Regions from separate parts of the Mus musculus genome. Here all the other regions are linked to region 1. A link is a contact called in public promoter capture Hi-C data. All regions are on one chromosome and are shown on one strand. Each heading gives the region's core, a stretch centred on a gene start, on an enhancer-like site or on the middle of the called end of the contact. The rest is flanking DNA. Distances are from core to core; before and after follow the strand shown. Region 1 holds the start of Wars2 (tryptophanyl tRNA synthetase 2 (mitochondrial)). Region 2 holds the start of Cd2 (CD2 antigen). Region 3 holds the start of Slc22a15 (solute carrier family 22 (organic anion/cation transporter), member 15).

Evidence for each region. Promoter capture Hi-C pulls out the DNA fragments that hold promoters and counts their contacts.
Region 2: a contact with region 1 is called in a promoter capture Hi-C map of pre-B cells, with 2.5 times the contacts expected there. The contact joins the promoter of Cd2 here to the promoter of Wars2 in region 1.
Region 3: a contact with region 1 is called in a promoter capture Hi-C map of liver, with 2.9 times the contacts expected there. The contact joins the promoter of Slc22a15 here to the promoter of Wars2 in region 1. A contact is called at or near these places in 2 of 39 promoter capture datasets (the C10 cell line and liver).

The regions. Positions count from the first base shown.
Region 1 is chr3:99,138,930-99,142,400 of GRCm38.p6, forward strand. Wars2 (tryptophanyl tRNA synthetase 2 (mitochondrial)) reads left to right here and starts at 2,161. Exons shown (of 6, transcript NM_027462.4): 1 at 2,161-2,259. The coding sequence starts at 2,170.
Region 2 is chr3:101,286,595-101,289,974 of GRCm38.p6, forward strand. Cd2 (CD2 antigen) reads right to left here and starts at 1,345. Exons shown (of 5, transcript NM_013486.2): 1 at 1,231-1,345; 2 at 813-1,121. The coding sequence starts at 1,285.
Region 3 is chr3:101,922,402-101,925,905 of GRCm38.p6, forward strand. It overlaps Slc22a15 (solute carrier family 22 (organic anion/cation transporter), member 15), which reads right to left and starts at 2,052. Exons shown (of 12, transcript NM_001039371.2): 1 at 1,631-2,052. The coding sequence starts at 1,717.

The sequences.
Region 1 (3,471 bases), core at 911-3,410:
TCTTAATATTATAGCAAAGCATTAGCTCCAGTTATAAAGGTTGATTGCCTGGGAAATACGAGGCAAATAAGGTTGGTTATTACATTGTTCTCTTTTTTATTTTTTGGAATTATATCATTTCCTCTGTCCCTTGCTCTCTTAAAGGCAGATTAAACAGGCTCAGTACACAGAAGCATAGCAATCTTTATTGACTTCAAGGGGTATTATTAACTTATCTGTGAGGGCCAGCAAAAGTATGTAAGGGATATTTTCATAATAATGTAAGAGATGTTTTCCTAATAATGAGTCACAACAGCAAATGATTTATTCAAACATTATGGTATTGAAGGCGAGTATTGATAAAGTGTCTTTACTGAGAACGTGTCCTGGAGATATCCCCCCCCCCCATTAAAATGTTACCAGTACTAGATAGGCACCTGGGCAGAAGACTCTGAAAATGCACTGGCATCACTGGCTTGATGCCAGGGTTTTTTATTCTGCAATCTGGATAGCTAAGAACATTAGAAGTCTAATGTTAACTCCTGGGGTTATAATCTAATTAATTATATAGCTATGCAAATAGTAATACTTTGCTTTCTATCTGAAGACTAGACACCTAAGGCATTTATAAAACCCCATGTTACAGTAACCATTGTCTATATCTTCTCTTGACTGGCTTTGTCCTGGGCTTCTGCTACACCATGTGTCTTGGGTTTTCTATTAATTCCTGGCCACTTTATTTCCATTACTCGGCCACTTTTTATTCTAAATTCAATCTAGTTTATTCAGTTTTTGGAGTCTATTACCATGTTTTGTAGCTCAAGTGTCCCGTTGGCTCTATACTCGGGTATGTAGTCAAAGTGCATTGCACCTGGAAATACATGTGCCTCAAATTTTAACAACAAAATCATATTGTTATGTTCTGCTGAGGGCGGAACCATGGCTTCTTCAGCTTTCTCCACCTCATACCTGTAATTCCTTCCCTGCTCACTTCCAGTTACTCTGGAACAATTGCATGCTTCTAAGATTTTATTGTATGACTGGAGTTTTATCTTACTTTAGATTTCAACTCCTCGGGAGTACAGGCATCTCAAATACAGCTTACTGCCTATGAATCTTTGATAATTTCCAGTATGTGTTTCTTAGACTAATATAACCAATGCAATGGGATTGTGTCAAATCTGCTCTTTATATTTTTTACTGATTTTTAATCTGAGAGTTTTCAGTTCACTGAGAGAAGTCATCATCTTTACACAAAACATCTTCCATCAAGCATCACTGGTGTCATTGTTACTGAACCTCCGCGGAGCACTGCAGCTCTAAGCATTGTCCACTCTGAACTTGGTACTTGCTTCTATATCACCTCGTCAGTATGCATAATTCATTCTCTGAACCCATGAGACCCCACACTTCCGGAAGGCAAGGTACACACATATCCATCAGTGTTTCACTCAGGGCACTAGAGTAAAGTTGCAGACCCGATGACCAGCATGTAGGTCTCAAAAAGTCATTTATGGTCCTCTAAGAGAAGCAGGCTTCATTCTTAAGAGACACGAATGGAAAGCTGCATCTGGAAGCTTGATTAAAAAACAAACAAACAAACAAAAAACTACATGACTTTTTCCTGTAAGAAATAAGTCAATGGAGGGAAAATGAAATAAACCCAGTTCAACTTCAAAACTGTGAGAGCTGACGTTTATTGGTCTAAGGTTCAGTATCAATGAACACAGGATAGCAAGTCATGTAGTTTTGTATTAGAGAGCAGGTGGTGAGACATGGCTTTGCCAGAATCATTGACTGCTTTTCTTCGGAACTGCAGGGTGAGAAATTACCTATTTTTTTCCACCTTTGGTCTCCAAGGAAATCCGAAGGTGCTAGGATTCCAGGAGCCGTGGGTCTGTTTTTAGCCTTCGTTTAGGGTGGGTGATTTCCTTTACTTCCACGTCTAAAGAGCAACAACTCATTTCTTGAGTCTCCCTCAAGGAAGCTGGCACAAAGGAGAAGATGGTCGGGAAAACACTAAAGCCTAGGGCCACCTATTCCAAGGCGCACCTGCGCTGCAAACTTAGGAAACATCGGTACTGAGCTACTTTGGCCAGCGGCAGCCCAGAGGACAGGCGCATGCGTAGTAAGCACAACTCGGCTCGCCCGCAGACGTCATTCCGGGCCGGCGGCCCCGCCCTTCTCAAGATGGCGCTGTTCTCTGTGCGGAAGGCCCGTGAGTGCTGGCGCTTCATCCGGGCACTTCACAAAGGACCCGCAGCAACTCTGGCTCCCCAGGTAACCCGAGCCGGTCTTCTGCTTTAGGTCTCCGATCCTGCGAGCGCCTTCCCGCTCCCCTTCCCTTCCGCCACTTATTTCTCCCTTCCTGCTTCCTGTAAAGAGCCCTCCACACTTTCTCTCCGAGGTCCACTAGCCTATGACTGTCCCCAACTCAGACCACAGCGACGTTGCACACATGTGACCGCAGGAGGTGCTGCTGCTGGAAAGCACACGCCGCCGGGCCGCGTGGCCAGTGTTGCCTGGCAACGCAGGAAGCCATCTCCTGAAAGAGTGTGACGTTATCAGAAACTTAGTTGCTCTGCGATCGATCGTTCTCTTGCGCACCGTTCTGTTACGTTTTTAGCCTCCTCCCCCTTACAACTTCCCGGGGTGCAGCGGAGAAATCAGAAAAGTTTTCTTAGAATTGGGTTGTTTAGGTTAGTGCAGTAGCTAGCGTGTGGAACGCGAGCAAGAATCGGTGCTCGGTGATCCTTAGGCGCCTGCATCTACCAGGCCCTGTAACCAACAGCAACAAGCTGCCGAGGTACTTCATAGTGTTGCTTGCCTGGCAGCACTGCGATTACCACGACTGAGCTGATGAGCATGATATATTATGTCGAGCCCCGCCACATTTGCATTTTATCCTCAGAGCCAAAAGGTGTTGGGGAATTTGCTTTGTTCTGACAAGCACAAAACATCCCAGAATATATCAGTTTGACATAGATGATCTCGGAAGTCTTGTCTGAGAGCGGGAAGGAAACTTGAACTTCTGTGATGAAGTAATTTTTACACATTGCATATTCATAGCCATTAATGCACAGATATGACATGAGGGTGTCATGTTGTAACTGATGTATTATTGGAAAGCTTTCTGGCCTGGTCCTAAAAGTTCCTGGCTTTTTCTAACATTTGCTAGCTGTGTTACAGAACCAGTTGTAATCCTCTGGGCAGATGGAATAGAGGGAGAATTGGAGTGATTGGCATGTTGATGTACTTCCAAGACTGGAAAGCTTATGGGTTCATGACTATGAAGGTAAAACATAGCCAGCAAGAGTAGATGAAACTAGCATGTAATATTATATTTTGAATCATCCCACAAGTTACTCATTCTCTGAACTTACTTTTTTTTTCTTTAATGTAAACTTCACAAGATTCTTTACGAATAAAAGACACAATACTAGAAATTCAGCAAACAACTATTCAAATGTTACTTTACATTTTAAGAAACAG
Region 2 (3,380 bases), core at 95-2,594, 2.1 Mb after region 1:
GATCTATTCTGCACAAGGCATTCTCAGCTTTCTCCGCAAGCCAAGGGCAGGCTTTCTCCTCTCACCCATTGGTGTGAGCTGCCAGTTTGTCCCTGGACTTTCAGCTTCGACAGCATCCCAGGCTTCGTTTTCTTCTTTCTCACCCACCCAAGCTTCTTCACTTCCTCCTCACCCCCACACCCGGCATGTTTGCACCCTTCCTCATCTCCCTGGCACCCTTTACTCCAGGCCAATGACTATCAATGACAACTCTTCTCACTAGAAGCTCTTGGAACGCTATAGATCCCACTGGCACACATACTCCATGCTGCCAGGAGCCTGGGCATGAGTCACTTCTTACAGCTCACTTGCTGGTTCTCACCAAGACTAAGACCACCTGCTTGGCTTCGCTTGGATGACAGGAGAGGACTCCTGGTTGGTCTTCTCCTGTTGCTCTTCAGTATCATGCCCTCTCATCATACCCTGGCTTAAACATAGCTCTCCAGACAAGAGGCTCACTGCTCCTAGGCACCCTCTGACATCCTGTCTAGCTACAGCTTCATCGGCCACCAAGGATGTCCATGTCTTTTCTCTGCTAACCTGTCTTCTTTCTGATTAATGCCTGTCTGTCACCTGGGAGTCTTTGTACAACCCCACAGCCACCCAAAGAGAGAATGAAAGGCAGACAGGCTTTAGAGCCACCCTCACCCACTGGAGTCTTCATTGTGGGCCACACAGGTAACATTGGATGGGGATGCTACAGAAAGGCTGCTCCCCAACTTTCTACATAGCAGCCGTCCTAAAATGAAAACCTTTAGGGAATGGAGACTTACCCAGAATCCTCACGTCCAGGTCCTTCTCCAGCCTAGTCATCCCATTTGTGCCATACACCATTACATTATAGGTGCCACTGTCGTTTCTCATCATCGGCTTCTTTATCTTCAGGGATCCGTTTGCTAAGACCTCATACGTTTCTGATATCAAAAAAGGTGGCTTCTTCCTTTTAAACTCTGCGACCAGGGTGCCCCTCCTTACCCATCGCACCTCATCAATATCATCAGTCATTTGAAAGTTGGGGATGTTCAGGGTGATGCCATGACCCAAGACACCCCAGATGGTCTCATTGTCTCTGCAGTCCGCCCCTGTAAAAAAGTAAGATGGTTTCTGAGGTCTCGGGACTACGGAGGATCTCCCTCTTCGCCTCTAATGTCCACTCCAAGGTCTCCGGAAGAGCTCCACGCGAATGCTTACCTTTGCCGGAAAGGCTGAAGAGCAGAAAGAAGCTACCCAGGAATTTACATTTCATCTTTAGAGTTCTTTTCCCAGGGGTGACTCTGAGTTCTTTCTGTCAGGACTGTGGTGAGGCTGGCAGAAGCCACACCCAGCAACCTGAACCACGTGTCTTTCATGCCTGCTGTTCACAGTAGGGGAGGGGGAGGGGGAGAGGGAGAGGTAGAGATGGGGAAGGAGAGAGAGAGAGACAGAGACCCTATCAAAACGACTCATGCATTTGCTGCCCTCCTTAACCGAAATAGGTGTCTGTGTCACATTTTAATCTTTACAAAAACAGCTTAGGGTGTTGGGTTTTAGCACCCCACCAGAGGAAGAAGAGGAACTGGGAGGTCAGTTGCCATAGCTACCCTTTTGTAAACAAGGGCTTAAACATAGCTGGCCACTCAGCTGTGCTGCCTTCAACAGGACCAAGTAGACTCACCGGCAAAAGGTCATAGGAATAGAATTCAGATATGTATATTTGGGAAGGATTGGGAGGCGTGGCCTTGTTGGAGGTGCGTCACTGAGGGTAGGCTTAGAAATCTTTAAAGCCCTTGTGGTCCTGTTAGCTCTCTCTCTCTCTCTCTCTCTCTCTTCCCTCTCCCCTTCCCCACTCTGTCTATCTGTCTGTCTCCTGCTGTGGATAGGAATGTAAAACCCCCCCAGCTACTGCTCCAGCGCTATGCTTCATGCCTGCTGCCATACTCCCGGCCATGCTGGCCATGGACCTGTAAGAGCACAGTAGATTCTTCCTTCTCTAAGTTGCCTTGGTCATGATGGTTTGTCACAGCCATTGAAAAGTGACTGCAACACCCATGAACGCCATGCCTGAAGAGGCCAGAGGAGTCCATCGATCTCCTGGAATTTAAGTTACAGATGGTTGTGAGCTGCCTCGTGGGTGCTGGGAATAAAACCTGGGTCTTCCGGAAGAGCAGCCTGAGCTCTTAAGTACCAAGATATCTCTCTTGTCCTAAGACTATAAAAAAATAGTGAACAGGGATACAAGGACTAATGTCCCTAAAAAGACAACAGAGAGGTCACGTGAGCAAGAGATACAGTGAACATATAGTCTTTTGATTCTTTAGAATTCAGTGAGAAAAGGTCTTCAAAATCACGGTTTTTCCATTTCAGATGCTTAACAACAGCCACAACAGTGCATTTCAGTTGAGTTAAAATATTAATTCCAAGGGGGGAAAAATCCAAGTGAAATAAGACTTAACAGGAAACATAAAAGAATTCCTATTCTTGAGTATGGAAAATCTTCCTATATGTATTGCACAATTCAGAAATAGTAAAGATGGACGTTAGAGGCCACATAAAAATCTAGAATCTATGCATGTACAAAGAGCTATTAAATGTGTGAGAAGTCAAGCCAAGATATTTGCAATGTGTGCAAACTGTTACTATCTAAGATGTCAGCATCATTTCTTGTCTTCCCTTTGGGGTGTTGAGGATGGAAACTTGAACATGCTAGGCAGGCACTCAACCACTGAGCTACATCCACAGTCAAAGGTATACATAGTTTTTAATCAATCACTAACAAAACCATTTTAAAAATGGGGGAAAATTATTGATTTAACAAAGAAATACTGTGTGTGTGTTAACATGCATGTGTGTGTGCGTGTGCGTGTGCATGTGTGTACATGTGTATTCACCCCAACATGGATCACATTGCTTTTAAAACGAAAACCTTGTTTGCATAAAGGATGCCTAAGACATCCCTTTCTGAGAAACAGCATGCAGCTGTCTCTGCTGCTAAGTTCTAGTCACTGGCCACCTGGCTGCCAGCCCTGGGGAGAGAAAGCACACACCAGCCTCTGCTTTGGGCCAGTCTTGCCCCCTCTTCCTCTCACTCTCCTGTAATCCCCATGCTCTCAGGAGCCTTGCTCTCCTCCCCTGATTTGCAAGGCTAACACTGCCCTTTCTGCATCCACTTCAGTTCTGAAGGAGGAGTCAGCTTCAAAGGGGGACCATGGAGGAGGAGGGCGGACAGGTCTGACTCTGTAGGACGTAAAACTTTCCTAGGTAATATATATATATACATACACACACACACACACACACACACACACACACACATATTAAAAAATTGAAAAGCTAGGTAATAAAAAAGGCAAATTACCGACAAC
Region 3 (3,504 bases), core at 802-3,301, 2.8 Mb after region 1:
GAAGAATCAGCTATCCTTTCAGACACATCGAATTATAAAGTCGTCTTCCCGTGGAACTCAGGTGGAGGCAGGGACACGGCAACCCATACAGCCCACACCTACAAGATAAACAACCATCCATTGCCAATAACACTTGAAAACTTGGCAAATGGTGACCATAAATCAACCAACAGTTGCTGAGCAAAAAGATCATGGGCTTGGAACTCTTCCTTAACAAACTACAATGAACTAGGTCAGCCATTAATAAAAGCATGGGAGGGAGGGGAAGAAGGTGTAGGTCAGCAGTAAAGCTCTCGTATAAAAAGCGCAAGGCCCTGCATCTCCAGCTGGCAACGAGGTGATAAAAGCCCAGGAAAGTTAACAGGTCCTGACCCAGAATACTGGCCTTCTCAGTGCCACACTCAAGATTTGATTCTAAGTTGGCAACCACCTGGCTAGGCAAATAAGATGCTAACACAAGAAGTGGAGCAGAGAAGTGGCCAAAAGGATTGCCAGGAGAGGGGATATATACTTGGAACTCCTGGTTAGATGGAATATTGTCAAAGAAACCATTATACATGAAGACCAGACATTGCAGTTGCAGTTCTATTTCTCTATACTAATTCTTACTCTGCTAAGAGAAAGGCTTCCAAGTATCACCACTTGAACCGATGTTCTGCCTGGTGCTGAAGTCAACTGAAGATTTTAATGGGGAAAGAGAATCAGTAGATTAAGTTTTACCTTACTGCCTCTCTTCCTGCTGCAGCATCAACACAACGTTGAAGCAACTTGTGGGCTCTGGTTATAACCGCGGCCAGCCAGTACTTCCCTTGCAATAATACCTTAACTTACTTAGCTCAGCTGTCAGCCTCACAGTGTCAGTGTCACAGACCACTTCATCCCAGGATTGCAAGCCTCCGGGACAGGGAGCTAGCTTCATTTTCTGGCCCTGGTGGTAGGGATCAAACCCAGAGCCTTGCACATCTAGGGCTTTACCACTGACTGACCTGCTTCCTAGGGACAATCTGAGCTGCTCAGGCTGGCTTTGAATTTGCCTAGAAGAAGAGCCATCCTTCTCCTGCCTCAGTTTCCATAGTGCTAGGACTACAAGAATGAACCTCTTAAAGAGCCCAAGGACTCCTAAAATCAAGAGTTTTAGGTTGAGGTGTGCAGCTGGTTTCTGAGAATTCAATACAATGAACCACACTGTGTGGATGGTATCATTTCCCTAGACCAAAGCTGGCCTCGGAGCTTAATAACCCAGTAGAACTTTAACTAGAGAGAAATAAATTCCCGTGGATGGAAAGCCCCTTTAATAGGAAGCCTCCCTCAATCTCAGAGAGGGCTGAAGGAGGCCATACTAGCTAGACCTGATCTTTTGTGGGCAGGTTGTCCATGCTTTCTCTGTCTCACTCTGTAAGGGGTTAGGGTGCCGAATCCTTTTGATCCCGGGTAATGGGTTTCATCTTTCAACTAGCTCTGGTGGCGAAGTGTCAGTGCCAGGCTCTGGGTGACAGCCTGGGAGAGCTCAGTGGCTGGCCCGCCACCGCGCGGCGCCCGCCCGCCCCCTCCCTCCCTGCGCTCTCGCGCCACACCTGGGGCCAGCCTGAGCTGAGAGCGCCCCGGGGGCCGCGGGGAGCCGGGGACTCACCTGCAGCAGCACAGCCAGCAGGAAGCACAAGTACATCTGATAGAGGCCCATCTCGCCCACCGCCTGGAACGCCTCCTCCACCTCCATGGCGGGCTCGCGCCCGAGGACCCGGCCGCCACCGCGACGGAGGACCTGGCTGCGCGGTGGCTGAAGATCGGGCGACGGAGCGACCGAGGACTGAGCCGGGCGGGGACGGAGGGCCGAGCGGCAGGGACCGGGAAGGAGGACCGGGCGGACCGCGGCCGAGGCGGGGACAGAGGACTGGGCCGAGCCGGGGGTGGAGAACCGGGCGGGGCTGGGGCCCAGGCGCAGGCGGGACCCTGCAGACGACCGGGTCCGGGGTCGCGGCGGAGATGCGATGCTGGTCGCCCCGGCGCGGCCTCCCCGCTTCCTGTCAGAAGTGACAGGAATTTTTGGCGAGCGGTTGGCTGGCGCGCGGAAGGGAAAGAGGAAGTGGGTGCGGCGCGGGCGGCCAGGGCGACTCACGGGAGGGGCCGGCAGCTCCACGCCGTGTCCCGCGGGGTTCGCCCCTTCGCACAAAGCGGTGGAATGCGGGGGCGCTCAGAGCTCTAGAGCCTTCCGAGAAGAGGGCCGGGAGGCATCTGTCCCCTTCCTCCTTTGTCTTGCTTTAGGTACACAGGGTCAGATGTAAGCTCCGCGCCTCGAGACATCCACTTAGTAGTGCCCACTAGGCCCACGGACAAGGGACAAGGGACAAGGGCAGGGGGTCATGGTTGCCAAGGTCTGTCAATGGAGTTTGGCACAGGGCTGAAGAAGTGTGGGGACAGATTACTAGTGGCCCCACACCTAATCCTGTTTTGTTTTTAAACTATTGCAAGTATCTAAACCAGCATATCTCAACATGTGGGTCAGGACCAAAGACCCTTTCACAAGGGTCAGATATCAGATATTTACATTACAATTCATAACAGTAGCAAGATTACAGTTATGCAATAACAAAAAATTATTTTTATGGTTAGGGGGTCACCACAACACGAGGAACTGTGTTAGAGAGTCACTGCATTAGGAAGGTTGAGAACTACTAATCTAAACTATCGCTAAGTTTACCTTTGCTTTCTGTTGGTGTGATAATAGCATGACAGAAGAAACTTGGGGGCGGGGGGGGGGGTGGAGTTTATTTGGCTCACAGTTTCTCTCAGAGCCCATCATTGCTGGGAAGTCGAGGCACCAGGAACTTAAGCAGCTAGTAACATGGCATCCACAGACAAGAACAGAGGGCAGTGATGTGATGGATGCGCTCACCAGTGATCAGCTAGTTCCCTCACTCATTCGTTCAGACTAGGGCCCAACCTATGAAATGGCCTCACACATATGGGGGGGGGGGGCTTTCTAACAACCCAGTTTTTAAACAAATTCCCTCAGAAGCATGTCCAGGGCCAACCTACTCTAGACTGCTCCTCACTGAGTGAATGGGAACTTCCTTCCCAGCCGAGGCTAGGTTTTGATCGTTAAAACGAACCATCCCCTGAATATAATACAGAGTATAATGGATGACCAGGAGGTCCCCTTGTCTTGCAAGCATTCTTGTTGTGCTTCCACAATTTCCCATTAATTATGTCTGCTGTTTATAACTGCCCTTTAGTGGTCATCTACCTAATTATTGTAATAAAATGATACAATGTTGACTATGGCAGGGTTGGAAGCAGCCAGTGTGGTGGCCACAAAAGATGAATTGGAAGTGCTTAAGCCAGTGGTGGTGGCAGCAGCCATAGAGGCAGCACAGACCTTTGATTCCAGCCCTGGGGAAGCAGAGGCTGGGCTCAGCTACAGAATGAGATCCCTGGCAGCCAGGACTACAAAGATAAAGCAGCAAGACTTCCCTTTAACCATATGGTCTAGCTTTCTTGGCAGGC